2 separate regions of the Ovis aries genome follow, and region 2 is linked to region 1. A link is a contact called in public Hi-C data. All regions are on one chromosome and are shown on one strand. The core of a region is the stretch at or near the end of the contact, and the rest is flanking DNA. Distances in the headings are between cores, read along the strand shown.

Region 1 (7,129 bases), core at 3,262-5,761:
TATTTTGTACTGTTTTGTTTTGTTAATGTTATTTTAATTTTTTTTTAAGTTTTATAAAATCTTTATTTGAAATTTTTAAAATTATCTGGCTTCACTGGGTGCTAGTTGCTGCATGTAGCATCTTTAGCTGCCATGTAGGATCTAGTTCCCTGAACAGGGATCGAACCCCAGCGCCCTGCATTGGGAGCGCAGAGTCTTAACCACTGGACCACCAGGAAAGTGCCCAAGGTGCTATATTTTTGGCATGGCACATCCTGATCCCCTTCATGACCCATAACCACACATGTTCGCCCTGTCACCCAGCACCAACCAGGTCCCCTGGGTCAGCAAGAGTCACTGCTGTGTGGGCCACTTGCTTTTCCCTCCAAAGCCAGGTACAGCAGATCCTTTAAGGGCTGCTTGATCTCCCACGTGAGGCTGATTAGAACATAGACCGCATGAAGGAGTCAAGAGGGGAGCGTGGCCCCCCCTACCCGGCAACCTGGGAGCCCACTGGGGAGCAGAGGAGACGAACGGTGTGGGGTCCTCACTCCAGGAAGCCACCGACAGAGCCAAGGAAGGGGGTGGCCAGACACACCAAAGCCTCCCCTCCAGGCCGGGCCAGTGGCCCCTGGTCCACGATGCTCAAGTTCAGGTCACAAGAACACCCTCTGACAGAAACCCTTCGGCAGGCTGCTTCCTGGAACCCTGGCTACACCGATGCTGCTGAGTGGCTCACATGTACCACCCCTTCCCCCACTCACCTCCAGCACCCCATCTCTCCAGGGTTTACTCTTCCAGTGAAACCATGGTTGTGTTCAGAGCACCTGATAAAGTTTTGCAACAATAGCAAAAGGCAAGAATTCTGTCCTGATGTATCAGAGTTTTTCCACTGGGAATAAAATGAATAAATTCCCCTCCTTTACCAAAAAAATATAGACATAAGCATTCTTAAGTTCCTACATAAGACCTGTGCTTGGAAATGTCTATGACCCAAATATTTTGTCAATTCAGTATGTACTGGGGCACCAAAAAAGACCAAAAAAAGACCAAGCAGTGAGTCCTTTCATAATCCTCTGAATTATGTTTTGACATTTGAGTTTACACAAATCTTGTTTGTTTTTACATGGGACCCACTGTATTCCTATATATGTGTTTCTTTTCCAATATGAGAAAAATTACTCTAAGGAGATGAAACAGAATGTCCCACATGTTTTCACAGTCAAAGTCCCACACGTCTCCACAGTCAACGTCAAGTGGTTGGAAAGAGTGGAGCTAGAACTGGTTCTATGGGATGGGGGTCTGGCATCCTCGAGCTGGGTCCCAGCAGTTAGCAGTAGACCCAGTCAAAGCTGTGAGGTCCATTAACAAAATCACCACCATCATCACCATGACCATCATCACAAATACCACCATCATCATCACCACCATCACTACCATCACCATCCTCACCAAAACTACCATCACCATCACCACCATCATCCCCACCATCATCACTACCATTATCATAATCAAAATCACCACCATCAAAATCACCTTGGGCTCACATTTACAAAGCACTGACCACTAGCCCTTTTCATGTACCAATTTATCTAATCTTCACACCCTGTGGGGTTAACCTCAGTTCACAAGGGAAGAAACCATGGCACAGAAAAGCTGAAGCTACACAAAATGGGAGGGGACAACAGCAGAGTGTCCATCCCAGCAGTCTGGCTCCAAAATAAGACCCATTCCCAAAGCGTCAGTTAGACCAAACGTCAGTCTAACTCCCAGACTCCTGGGAGAAAGTCAGCAGAGGGCCATCCTGCTTTCCTTTAACTGTTTCTTTTTTTCTTTTTTTGGTTGCACTGGGTCTTCATCACTCTGCACAGGCTTTCTCTAGCTGCAGCGGGCAGGGGCTACTCTCCAGCTGTGCTGCACAGGCTTCTCATCGCAGTGGCTTCTCTTGTTGCAGAGCTCCGGCCCTAGAGCGTGGGCTCCATAGCTGAGGCCTACAGTTTTAGTTGCCCTGTGGCATGTGGGATATTCCCGAGGCGTCCTCTGCGTGCAAGGCAGATTTTTAACCACTGGACCAGGAGGGAAGCCCTCCTCCCTCTGTTTCTGACACACAGAGCTCTGAGCTCTCAAGCAGTGAAATGGGGTGGTCTCTGTCATGCACAATCAAAGCACCTCTGACCCCCATTAGGAAGGGAGAAAGGAAGCGTGTGGATATTAAAATGGGAACTTCTGGCTGTTCACCCACAGCTGAAGCAATCCAGGTGACCCACACTCAACATTTGGTGTGCTTTTCTGAAGATAAATGACAAAAAGTTCAATTTCTGGGGGTAGGCCTGGTTGTGTTTCTGCTTTAAATGCTATCAGATTCCTCAGATGGGGAGGCCATGGGGCAAGGGGGTGCACACAGGTGGAGGGTCTGGAAGAAGCTGTGAGCCAACTGAAAAAAAGCGATCAGTCAAGAGAGTGTCTGTCAAAGGAAGCAAGAACCTCTTTGACCACATCCTAATGTCCAGGGCAGGGGGCTGCCTAAGCGGGTCCTACAAATGGGAAGACTGCCCATCAGCTGTGTCTGAGGGACAATGGGAAACAGAGACTCACTAAAAACACTTATGAAAAGACAGGAGCCTTGATCCTCACTCAGCATCCTCATTCAGTAAGGATGTGTCAGTGAAGAACCAGAGGCACTTTTTCTAGGAAATAGGCTTTTCCACAAACCAGTGGTCACCAGCACAGTGAGAGGTAAGGACCAGATGGCCATGTGATTCCAAGCCACTCCCACCCCAAGCACTGGGGAGGCGCCAGGGATGACCTTCAGGGGCGCCGCCACCTCCCAATCCAGCCCAACCTACTCAGGCCAGAGTGTCTGCCAGCCCCTGCAGTCACCGCCTCGTCTGTGTGCACACCCATGCTCCCTCTCACCCTCTCCTGCCTGCTCCCCATGGAGCCTCCAGCCCCTCAGCAGGAGCTGGTCACCCACAACTAACACAAATCCACACGTGGACCCTAAAGGGCAAAGCAGGTGAAAGCAGTAGCCCAAGGCCCTGAGGCCAGAGTGAGAACTCCCAGAAAAGCTAAAGGGAGTGTTCTGAAGAGACAGCAGCCTGAACTCACAATCCTACTAGGTCACCTGAGGCCAAGCCCGGCAGGGAGAGAGCCAGGCTGTATGCCCACTGGATCCAGGGAACCAAGTTGGGAGAACATGTGCTCCCCAGACAGAGCCCAACCACTGTGACCAAGGAGCCCCTCACCAAGCAGAGTCTTGGCTCTCCCTGAAATGAGGCCTCAGGCGGGAGGGGCTGCAGGGCTCCTCACCAGCTGCTCCACTAGGTGCTCAAGGGTGTCAGGCCAGCTCCCTCACCCAGCTTTGTTGTTGCCGCCTCTCCGACAGCATGCTCTCCTGGCCCCCGTTGCCATCCCCTCAAGCGTTCACCCCTTTCTCCCTCCTTCTCCCTTTGAGGACTGGAAGGACCCTGTTCTGTGCCTCCAGGCCCTCTTGATCTCAGGAGAAGGAAGCAGGATATACAGAAAGGTCATGATCCGAGCGGCAGTCACCATCCTTGCCCAACTAAGAGAAAAACATCCAACAGACCCCAGTCGATGGGCATCCTGCAAAATCCCTGACCAGCACACCTCAGAATGGCCAAGGCAGTCAAAACTAAGTCAGAGACCCTATTCCAGAGGAGCCCAGGAGATGCAAAGACCACACATGGCAGGCGACCTGCTGCAGGAAGAGGATGCTACCTAACACTGCGCGGGCGTTGGTTCATAACTGTAACAAGTAGAGGCTAGCAACAAGGGATGCGAAGGGCAGGGGGCACACAGGCACACCATCCTTTCTACTTTGTTTTTCTGTAGGCCTAAAAGTGCTCTAAAAAAGGTTACAGTCTATTAATTACCTTTTTTTAAGTAGCAAGATGCCCCCGTAATCACAGCAACCCAGTCTCTCCTCAGACCCCGAAAGTTGAAAGGACTGGGACCCTCGCAATCACCCACAGTCTCTAACACAGACACTGTCCTCTGAGAATCCTGAATATCTGAGCGTCAGCAAGACTGACCAGGCAGAGTAACCCTGATTACAAACCAGGTTTCTGCAAGCTCATTTATCCTCATAAAATTACATTAAACATTTTAAATATTTTATGTTTGACCTTCCTTATCTTTCAACAAAAATAATCAAAAAGCAGCAAATAAATGTGGACAGGACAACAGAAAGAACTTGAGTTGGCCACGTAGTTATAACCTAGCTCTCCTAAGGGATCTGCACCAATGATGGGAAAATAAAGCTGTTTTTCTTTAAACTGTGATGTTTACATGCACTGGATTTATCATCACTGGTTTTAAGTGAAAGCCCTAAGTGTAACAGCTGCTCTATTTTTGTTTCTAAATACCCCTAGATGTGACCATGTAACAGAAACTTGAAAAATTTAGGAGAGTTGAAGAGTCCTGATGCTAAATTTGAAAGGCAGGTCTGGCGTTTGCAACGTGGGGAAGCAATTGGGTAGGCCTGTGGCTCCACCTAGTGGCAAAGGCCAGGCAGGGGACACGGATGAGCCAGCCAGCTGAAGATGGAATGGCCTGACACCACCACACAGTAATGGGATTTTAGGAGCTGCCTTTTTGGGATTTGGGTGAAATGCAACATGAAACTGTGTCTTGGCAGGGCTTCTGGGATCTTCCTCTGAGATCCAGCTCCAAAGACCTAGCTCCACAGATCTCAGCCCAAGAACCGCTCAGGACCTCCAGATACCACAGGGAGCACCCTTGCCGTGTGCTGCCATTGGTGCATTTGACCATTAGAGATGGACAAAAGTGGAACTTGGCCATCTGCACAACCCAGGCCCTGCCCAGGACCAGGCCAGGGGGCTCGAGGAGGGAGAGGCTGTAAAGAAACAAGGAGAGGGGGTCTCAAGGCCCCACCAAGATAGGGCGGTGGTGGACCCCCACCCCCAGAACAGCCCTTGAGGGGGAGACCTGAGAGGGGGGACCTGAAGGGGAGACCTGAGGGGGGGGACCTGAGGGGGGGACCTGAAGGGGAGACCTGAGGGGGAGGACCTGAGGGGGGACCTAGGGGGGGACCAGAGGGGGAGACCTGAGGGGGAGACCTGAGGGGGGATCTGGGGGGGGACCTGGGGGGGGACCTAGGGGGGGACCTGAGGGGGGACCTGAGGGGGAGGACCTGAGAGGGAGACCTGAGGGGGGACCTGGGGGGGGGACCTGAGGCCGGGGACCTGAGTGGGGGTACCTTGGGGGGGAACCTGAGAGGGAGACCTGAGGGGGGGACCTGAGGGGGAGGACCTGAGAGGGAGACCTGAGGGGGGATCTGAGGGGGGACCTGAGGGGGGGCACCTTGGGGGGGAACCTGAGAGGGAGACCTGAGTGGGGAGACCTGAGGGGGGGGACCTGAGGAGGGGGACCTGAGGGGGGACCTGAGGGGGGATCTGAGGGGGGACCTGGGGGGGGGACCTGAGGGAGGACCTAGGGGGGGACCTGAGGGGGAGACCTGAGGGGGGATCTGAGGGGGGACCTGGGGGGGGGACCTAGGGGGGACCTGAGGGGGGACCTGGGGGGGACCTGAGGCCGGGGACCTGAGTGGGGGTACCTTGGGGGGGGGGGAACCTGAGAGGGAGACCTGAGGGGGGGGACCTGAGGGGGAGGACCTGAGAGGGAGACCTGAGCGGGGATCTGAGGGGGGACCTGAGGGGGGATCTGAGGGCGGGGACCTGAGGGGGGGCACCTTGGGGGGGAACCTGAGAGGGAGACCTGAGGGGGGAGACCTGAGAGGGAGACCTGAGGGGGGGACCTGAGGGGGAGGACCTGAGAGGGAGACCTGAGGGGGGATCTGAGGGGGGACCTGAGGGGCGGGACCTGAAGGGGAGACCTGAGGGGGACCTAATGGGGAGACCTGAGTGAGGAGACCTGAGGGGTGGGGACCTGAGAGGGAGGATCTGAGAGGGAGACCTAATGGAGGGGACCTGAGTGGGGGGACCTGAAGGGGAGACCTGAGGGGGAGACCTGAGGGGGGGACCTGAAGGGGAGACCTGAGGGGGGGGACCTGAGGGGGGGACCTGAAGGGGAGACCTGAGGGGAGGACCTGAGGGGGACCTAGGGGGGACCAGAGGGGAGACCTGAGGGGGAGACCTGAGGGGGGATCTGGGGGGGGACCTGGGGGGGGACCTAGGGGGGACCTGAGGGGGACCTGAGGGGAGGACCTGAGAGGGAGACCTGAGGGGGGACCTGGGGGGACCTGAGGCCGGGGACCTGAGTGGGGGTACCTTGGGGGGGGAACCTGAGAGGGAGACCTGAGGGGGGGACCTGAGGGGGAGGACCTGAGGGGGGGGACCTGAGGGGGAGGACCTGAGAGGGAGACCTGAGGGGGGACCTGAGGGGGGATCTGAGGGCGGGGACCTGAGGGCGGGGACCTGAAGGGGGGCACCTTGGGGGGGAACCTGAGGGGGGAGACCTGAGGGGGGGGACCTGAGAGGGAGACCTGAGGGGGATCCGAGGGGGGACCTGGGGGGGGACCTGAGAGGGAGACCTGAGGGGGGATCCGAGGGGGGACCTGGGGGGGGGCCTGAGGGGCGGGACCTGAAGGGGAGACCTGAGGGGGGACCTAATGGGGAGACCTGAGTGAGGAGACCTGAGGGGTGGGGACCTGAGTAGGGGGACCTGAGGGGGGACCTGAGGGGGAGGATCTGAGGGGGAGGACCTGAGAGGGAGACCTGAGGGAGGGACCCGAGGGGGGAGACCTGAGGGGGAGGATCTGAGAGGGAGACCTGAGGGGGGGACCTGAGGTGGGGGGACCTGAGGCGGGGGGACCTGAGAAGGAGACCTGAGGGGGGAGAGACCTGAGAGGGAGACCTGAAGTGGGGGGGGACCTGAGAGGGAGACCTGAGAGGGGAACCTGAAGGGGGGACCTGAGAGGGAGACCTGAGGGGGGGACCTGAGGGCGGGGACCTGAGGGGGAGACCTGAGGGGGGGGACCTGAGGGGGGGGCCTGAGGGGGGGACCTGAGGGGGGGCCTGAGGAGGGGGACCTGAGGGTGGTACCTGACGAGGGTAGCTCAAGGGGGAGACCTGAGACGGGGGACCTGGGGTTAGGACTTGGGAGGATCTGAGAGGAGTGACCTGAGGTGGGACCTAAGGAGGGACTTGAG
Region 2 (7,129 bases), core at 1,296-3,795, 180 kb before region 1:
CTTTCTACTCAGGGTGCGCACCTGGGCAGGTGGGCTTTGCCTGTGGACCCCATCATTCCCGCCGTGGGAGGCCAAGGGTCTCCTACCTGTCCCCTGGGGACAGGGGTCAGTCGAGGTCCCCCTCATTGCCCTCCACTGACCACCTGGGCCACCTGCCAGACGCTTCCGGGGGAGCGTCACCTCCCATCACCACTGGTCATGGCCTCTGGGCCTTGCACTGGCGGCTGAAGCTCTATTCTTCTTCACCATGCCCTGGACGGTCACCGAAGGCCGGCTGGCACTCCCCTCTCATTAGCGGGGGCGTCAGAACGTGATGCTGGCCCGGCTACCCCCAAGGGACTTGGCCCCTGGGCTGCACACTGCAGGCCTGGGGCAGTGACCACCCAGGGAACTGTGGGACCGCTCCCTGCCACCCCCACCTGGCGTGGGCTCTGGGCACCAGAGGGCACACCTGAGCTGGGGGTGGGGGTGTCCACGGCTCTGGACAGAAGTGGGCGCTGCCTCTGGGGCACCCCCCAAGCAGCACCAGGCCTTCTCTCTCCCCCTCCGCTGAGGCTCTCTCCCTTTGCCCCCCGCTGACGAGCTCAAGGGGGCTGCTTCCCTCCCCAACAGCAGCTCATCAGCAGGACTCGGGCAGCTTGCATTAAGAGGTCAGGAGATAATAACCCAGCCGCACACTCGCAGCTCTCAGACCCCATTATCAGCCAAGGCCGCGCTGTGCGGAGCCCCCATCAGCGCCCAGGGCCTCCGTGTCCCAGCCCCCACCCCCCACTGGGGCCGCTGACGGGGAGCCAAGTGGAGGTGCTGTGCAAAGCTCATTATCTCCACGGCCCGGGGGCTGGGCACTCATTGTTCGCAGTTGTCTCATGACCACCCGTGAGGCCGGAAATCTTGTCCTCTTGTAGAGACAAATGACCAGGCCGTGGAGCTGAGGGATGGCCCTGGGCTGCTCGGCAGGTTCCCGAGGCGGTTGCTGCATCTCTCTGGGGAGTCAGCAGCCCTGGGGAGGAGGCAGACAGCTGCGCCCACCCCCAGGGATTCAGGCCCTGCAGGAGTGGGGAGCTGGAGGCACAGGGCACACCAGGGCCCTGAGGGTAGCTGAAGCCCGTGGACACTCTGGCCACTGCTGAGTCCCTGGTGCCCATTTTACAGATGGGGAAACGAGGTTGGACGCAGGGAGCAGTGGAGCTCGCGCGTCTACCTCTCTCTGGGTGCCCCAGAAGCCCCTGAGACGAAAGTGGAGCAGGCAGAGAGGAGCCCCCAGCCCACCCCTGGGCCCAGCACCTCTGGCCGGAGCCTGGGTTAGCCCAGCCCTGGCGGGGTTGGGGGGGGGGTGTCTGCCGAGAGGCCTCCCATCCAGGCCATCCGATCCGGATTCCACAAGAACGTGTCCTTGCTCCAGACAAGCACAAGGCGTGGGGGCGGCTGAGCACTGCTGTGTGAACCCTCACCTCCAGGGGCTGGGGGCATCTGGGACCCAGCTCCAGCTGGCGGGCTCCCCTGACCACAGCCCTCACCCGCTCTGCTCTCCCCAGGCTGGCATGAGAACCCCCCACAGGCGGGGTCCCCTGTCTCCCCCTCTACCTCCAGCCTGCCTCCTCCATGGTCAGCAGCGAGGAGGGCACGGGGTGCCTGTGGGGAGTGCCGGACCCTGGGCTGTGCCCAGATCCACAGGGGCGAGCAAGCCAGCCCCAGATGCCTGCAGCCTGCCTCCCAGAAGGTGGCCCCAGCTCCCCAGGCCACGTCGGTGCCCCGCTGCCAGGCAGCCTGGCTTGGTGTGGTCGAGCAGCGGGGGATGCTTCTCAGGGAGTCACATGGCCTCGTGTTCAGAGGCCGAGGCACCAGGCGCTGCCCAGGCCCAAGCAAGCATGAGGCCAGGCCCTGGTGTAGTCACAGCCCCCGCCTGCCACTGCCCGGGGCACCCTGTGAGTCATTCCTGCCGGAGGGGGCTGGCATCACAGGGACATAGCCCTCATCCCCTGAAAGGCTCGGCTACTGCCAAGGGCCCCCGACAGGGTATCACAGCCTCTCCGCTGGGCGCCACAGCCCTGCTACGGTGTGGCGGGAGGCGGGGGCAGACACCACAGCCTGGCCAGACGCTGCCCCCCACCCCTCAGCGCCACCCGCCAGGCCCAGCCCTCACGGCCCAGCCAGAGATGGGAGGGTGCCACTGTCACCCAGTGGGCTCGGCACCGGCGAGTGGTCTGTCTCCAACTTTGGCTTCCGGTCTCATTGCCAGTCTCCACTCAGCCACTGCTCCAGCCTCCCCGACTCTAAGTCATCGCACCCCAGATGGCAGCCAGCCTCACAGTCCCAGCCTCCCCCGGCCCCCAAGCCCCGCCACGACAGGGCTGGGGGAGGACCCTGGAGCCCCCGAGGCGGGGCTGTGGCAGGTGGCAGGCCGGGCGGCGGGCAACAGGGCCCCGTGAGCCTCCTGCCGGGAGCTCGGAAGCTGGCCCGAGGCCTGTTGGTCTTGGATGGCCCAGAGGGAAGCCACGGGTGCCTGGGGCGGGCATGAAAGGGCTCTTTCACCGGCCGCTGCGCAGAGACGCCGGAGACCGCCAGGCAGGCAGCAACACCCAGTCGTGAAATGGTAATGGGCAGTGGGGGTGGGTGGTGGTCTTCACAGCAACCTTGAGCAGGGCCTGGGGTTAGGGCCCCAGCAGCACAGGCCTGCCTGCCGGGGTGGCTGCCCAGGAGACACCCATGCCGGTCCGTTTCCTCCATGGGAGGGGTCCAGGAGAGTCCTGCAGGGTCCAGTGTGGCTCAGGGGGTGGGTGAGGGTCTGCGAGGTTTGAGAAGGAGGTGGTAGAGACAAGGGGTCCCATCTGCCAGGAAAGCTCAGCCTGGGAGTGGGTCTCAGACTACATGAGAGGAAGGCCTGCATCTTGGGCTGCAGTCCTGAGGGCTTCCTGAAGAAGGGGCCTGGGTACTTGCTCAGGATGGCCAGGATACAGGGAAGAGTGAGGACCCCGATCTCACACACCTGCCCTTGCAGGAGACCAACCCTGCCTGAGCCTCTCGGATGCAGCCCTTGGGAGAACAGGGCAGGCAGAGTCCATTTGCCAGGAAAACTGAGGCCCGGGCCCATATGGAGCTCACCCAGGGCCCCCAGCAGCTGGAAAGTGTGGCTCCACCTGGCACTGATGGGCCCGGGGTTAGGCAGGGTCTCCCGGGGGAGGGGACATGGAGACCGGAGGCTCAGGACTGGCAGGGATTAAAGATCAGCTTCTGTACAGCTGGGTGGGGGCCGGGGTAGCCTCCCCGGTTACCCTCCCTCCTCCTAGGGGGTCAGGATGTACATGTCCCCGCTGCCCAGCAAGGCAGCCCGGTAGAAACTGCCTCATGTCGGGCCCCATCCAACATGGGCACAGGGCCCAGGTCCCGGCTGCCCTGAGTGTGGGGTGTGGGGTGGGGAGCATACCCTTCCCTGAAGTAGCCCCTCCTGGAGGGCTCTGGCCAGTCCCGGTGAGGGGGGCTTGGGGGTCTGTTTCAGAGCCCCCATCCCCACTCAGCACCCCCTCCATCTGCCGGGTGTGGGGTTTCTGGCCATGGGGGCTTTGGGGACCCAGACTCCCCAACTGCAGGCACTGAGGGTGCCCACTGCCACCCAGAACTAAGGCCTCAGGGAGGGAGGGGCACGAGCAGGGAGCAGCGCCCAGGAAGTGTCAGCTCCCACAGGCGGCCGCCTCGGCGCTTGCTGGGGCTCCGGGAGGGCGGTGCAGGGCCCTCTCAGCAGTGGTGGCCCCCAGGCTGTGTCAAGGAGGAGTCTCAGATCCGGGGAAGGACCCATCAGCGGTGTCAGGGTGGGATGAGAGTCCAGGAGGGGCTGACAGGGCTCTCTGTGCGGGACAAGGCTCTGGCCGACCCCACCGCAGCCCCCTCAAGGGGTCCCAGCTGTTCCTCCCCACCCAGGCGGCTCCCTGGGCCCCCCATTGTCTCCCCCACACAGGGGAGCTGCCAGGCTGCCGTGGGGGCACGGGGGGCTCAGCAGGGCAAGCCCTCCACTCCCTGCCTTCCTCTCACACCCTTTTCCTCCCCTCCTGCCCGGCCCCAGGCCCTGGCCTGGATGGTGGCCCCTGCCCTCCTGCTGCTCCTGGCGCTGCCTGCTGGGGCCTGGCGTGGCCTGGGGCTGCCTCGCCGGCCGTGTGTGCAGTGCTGCCGTCCAGCCTGGCCCCCCGCCGCCCCCGGCCCAGGTGCCCATGTGAGCGACGGGGACACGTGGGCGGGGCTGCCCCGCCTGCGGCCCACTATTGACATCTCGATTCTCAAAGGTGAGTGTACCCGGAGGGGCGGCCTCCTCTGCCCCTGGCCCTACAGGGACACCTATGCTGAGGGGAGGGGACAGGGGGCCCCAAGGGGGCAATGGATGGGTGCCTGCTCCCTGCTCTCCATGGCCACCCCCCCCCCCCCAGGTGGGCAGAGGGTGTCCTGGGGAAGGGGCTGTGGACAGGGGGCCTGAGGCTGCCCTCAGCCCTGCCCCTAGGGGAGGGGAAGGGTCCTGGGTCCCCTCTGGGGGTGAGAGAGGCAGGGCTCTGGGAGGGCCTCACCCTGGGGCCTGGACTGCCGGCTGCACTGAGCTTGAACCCCAGTGCTCTCCTTCAAAGACCAGTTCAGACCCTTCCTCTGGCGGCTGCCTGACACCCCCACCCCCGCATGATGCTCAGCACAGACCCCCGAACAGCCAGGCCCTCGGGGTGTGGCTTCTCTCTCTTTGCTCCTTGGAGGGTGAGTTAGCGCCGCTCTGAGAGAGGAGACTGAGGCCCACAGAGGCGAGGCCACGTGCAGGGCCACGTGGCCAGAGAACCTGACCCTGCGGGCCCTGACCAGGGGCTTCTCCTCACACCCCACCCCTCCCCGGCAGGTGAGAAGGGCGAGGTGGGGGTCAGAGGTCGCTCTGGCAGGAGCGGGAAGGAGGGCCCGCCCGGCTCTCGGGGCCTCCAGGGCCGCAAGGGCCAGAAGGGGCAGGCGGGGCTGCCGGGCGCGCAGTGCCCGCGCACCTACGCGGCCTTCTCGGTGGGCCGGAGCGAGGGGCTGCACAGCGCCGACGCCCTCCAGGCGGTGACCTTCGACACGGAGCTGGTCAACTTGGACGGCGCCTTCGACCTGGCCTCCGGCCGCTTCCTCTGCACCGCGCCCGGCGTCTATTTCCTGAGCCTCAACGTGCACACCTGGAACTACAAGGAGACCTATCTGCACATCATGCGCAACGCGCACGCGGCCGCCGTGCTGTACGCGCAGCCCAGCGAGCGCAGCGTGATGCAGGCGCAGAGCCTGCTGCTGCCGCTGGCCGCGGGCGACGCTGTCTGGGTGCGCATGTTCCAGCGCGACCGCGACAACGCCATCTTCGGCGAGCACGGCGACCTCTACATCACCTTCAGCGGCCACCTGGTCAAGCCGGACGCCGAGCTCTGATGGCCCCGGCGCCACGCCAGCTCCCAGGGCCCAGCCTCCTGAGCACCCCCCCGCCCCGCCCAGGATTGGGGCCAGCTGTGATTAAGCGCCGCTCGCGTGCACACGCTGAAGTGGAGGGGCCGGCAGGAGCAAGACAGACCCACCAGCCCTGCTAGACACGGACCCCAACCGAGGGGTCCCAGCAAGAAATTCCGGAGCAGACCCGCGTTGCGTTCGGGCGCGCGGCGGTGGGCGGGGTTGGGGCGGGGCACCTCCACCCGCTAAGGAGCTTGGCCCCCTGGTCGAGTTCCCTTTCCTCTTATAAAGGCTGTGCCAGGCCCCGCGCTGTGAGAGAATTACAAAGCACCTACTGGGTGCTGGGCTGGACGCTGGGGAGGCTCCGCGGGAGGAGTGGAGCATGCTGAATTCCAGGGTGCTCAGGGCAGCAGAGGCCACAGGACCAACGACATGGAGTAGGTGGGCAGCCGACCAAGCCAGAACAGGCCTGGGTGAGCACACTGACATCCCCGGTGGGTCGATTTTCTGGGGCTTGCGGCATCCCCGGGTCTCTTAAGTGGGCTGGGAGGAGCATTCGCGCCTGAGCCCGGGGAGCCCCAGACCCCTGGGGTATCACCTCCCACTTCCATATGCTGAAGCTAGCCCTGGCCAAGCTTTCTCCACTGGAGGCCTCGGGCCGCCCAGCAGTAGGAGCCACCAGGCCGCCCGCCCTCCGTTCCGCTCCGAGCCTGTTCCTTTCCTGCCACGTGTCCTCCGGCCATTCTGGGGCCTTCTGTCCGGCCCCTGTGGCCCCACCGCCCACCGCCTCCTCTCTGGGCCCTCCCCAGCCTCCCTTCCTGTGGCCGCTCCGCCCAAGTGAGGATGCTGAGCTGGTGAGGATGCTGAGCTGGCGAGGCAGCCGGGGCCCTGGCGGGAGCAGCGTCTGGAGTCACCAGAGCCTGGCATGCTGGCTGAGGTCCTGGGCCAGGCGGATGTGGCTGGAGCTGCAGGCTGGCCAGACCGAGCCTGCTGGGGCTGCCAGGTGATGAACACGCCGGGGCCTCCACCCTGGAGCCCTGAGCCCACAGAACACTGCATGTCGGGTCCTGTCTCCTCCTCACGGCCCCCCCGCCCCGCCGCAGGAGCTCAGTCCATCCTGAGATGGTCTCTGGCAGACCTCCCCAGACCATGGTCATCTGCTGGGGGGCTGGGGAGGGGGTGGGGGCCCCTCGTCCCCGTGCTGGGGGAGGAGACACAGCTGGGAGCACGGCGCTGCTCCTCCGCCGCACGGAACCCCGTGACCCTCAGGAACATCTGCCCTGAGTGAGGCTGGATCGGGAGCGTCCACACACACCCGTGGGCAGCAGGGCCCACCCTCCCAAATTCCCAGACCGGGGCGCCCTGGAAAGGTGGAGATTTTGAGGTCCAGCGAGGATGTGTAGACCCCCAAGTGCGTGTGATTCCAGGAGCTGGATCCCCCTCAAACAGGGCTGACTCTGTAGTGTGGCCTGGGATGGGGGGAGGGGAGGCCCCCACTGAGGGACTACTGGGACTCCGAGTCTGCAGGGAGAGGGGGCTTTCAGCCAGCAGCCTTCTGCAGGGACTCAAGGGCTGTGACAGTCCCACCTCTGAGGCTGGCTCTCAGGCCAGCTCTGGACCAGGGTTGGGGGCTCCTGGGGTCGCAGGTATGAGGCCCAGGTATGAGAGAACACCCCAGGAGGAAGCTGGGACTCAGAGG

What was found. Hi-C and Micro-C count contacts between places; a contact is called where the count stands out from the background.
Region 2: a Hi-C map of hypothalamus shows a contact between it and region 1, with 8 times the contacts expected there. The contact joins the promoter of C1QTNF8 here to the enhancer-like site in region 1. A contact is called at or near these places in 9 of 16 Hi-C or Micro-C datasets (blood, hypothalamus, liver and 4 more).

The regions. Positions count from the first base shown.
Region 1 is chr24:1,218,388-1,225,516 of ARS-UI_Ramb_v3.0, reverse strand. No RefSeq gene overlaps it. Among named protein-coding and RNA genes, the nearest start is that of GNG13, 8.4 kb to the right of the region's middle. Within about 2 kb of position 4,511, at least 7 of the 54 cell types and tissues checked have an H3K27ac peak or open chromatin away from gene starts, as enhancers often do. A contact at or near this core is called in hypothalamus, where this site is marked.
Region 2 is chr24:1,399,795-1,406,923 of ARS-UI_Ramb_v3.0, reverse strand. C1QTNF8 (C1q and TNF related 8) reads left to right here and starts at 2,545. Exons shown (of 3, transcript XM_027961365.3): 1 at 2,545-2,593; 2 at 4,058-4,274; 3 at 4,865-7,129. The coding sequence starts at 2,591. The coding sequence ends at 5,415. It overlaps TEKT4 (tektin 4), which reads left to right. Exons shown (of 6, transcript XM_015103974.4): 6 at 1-7.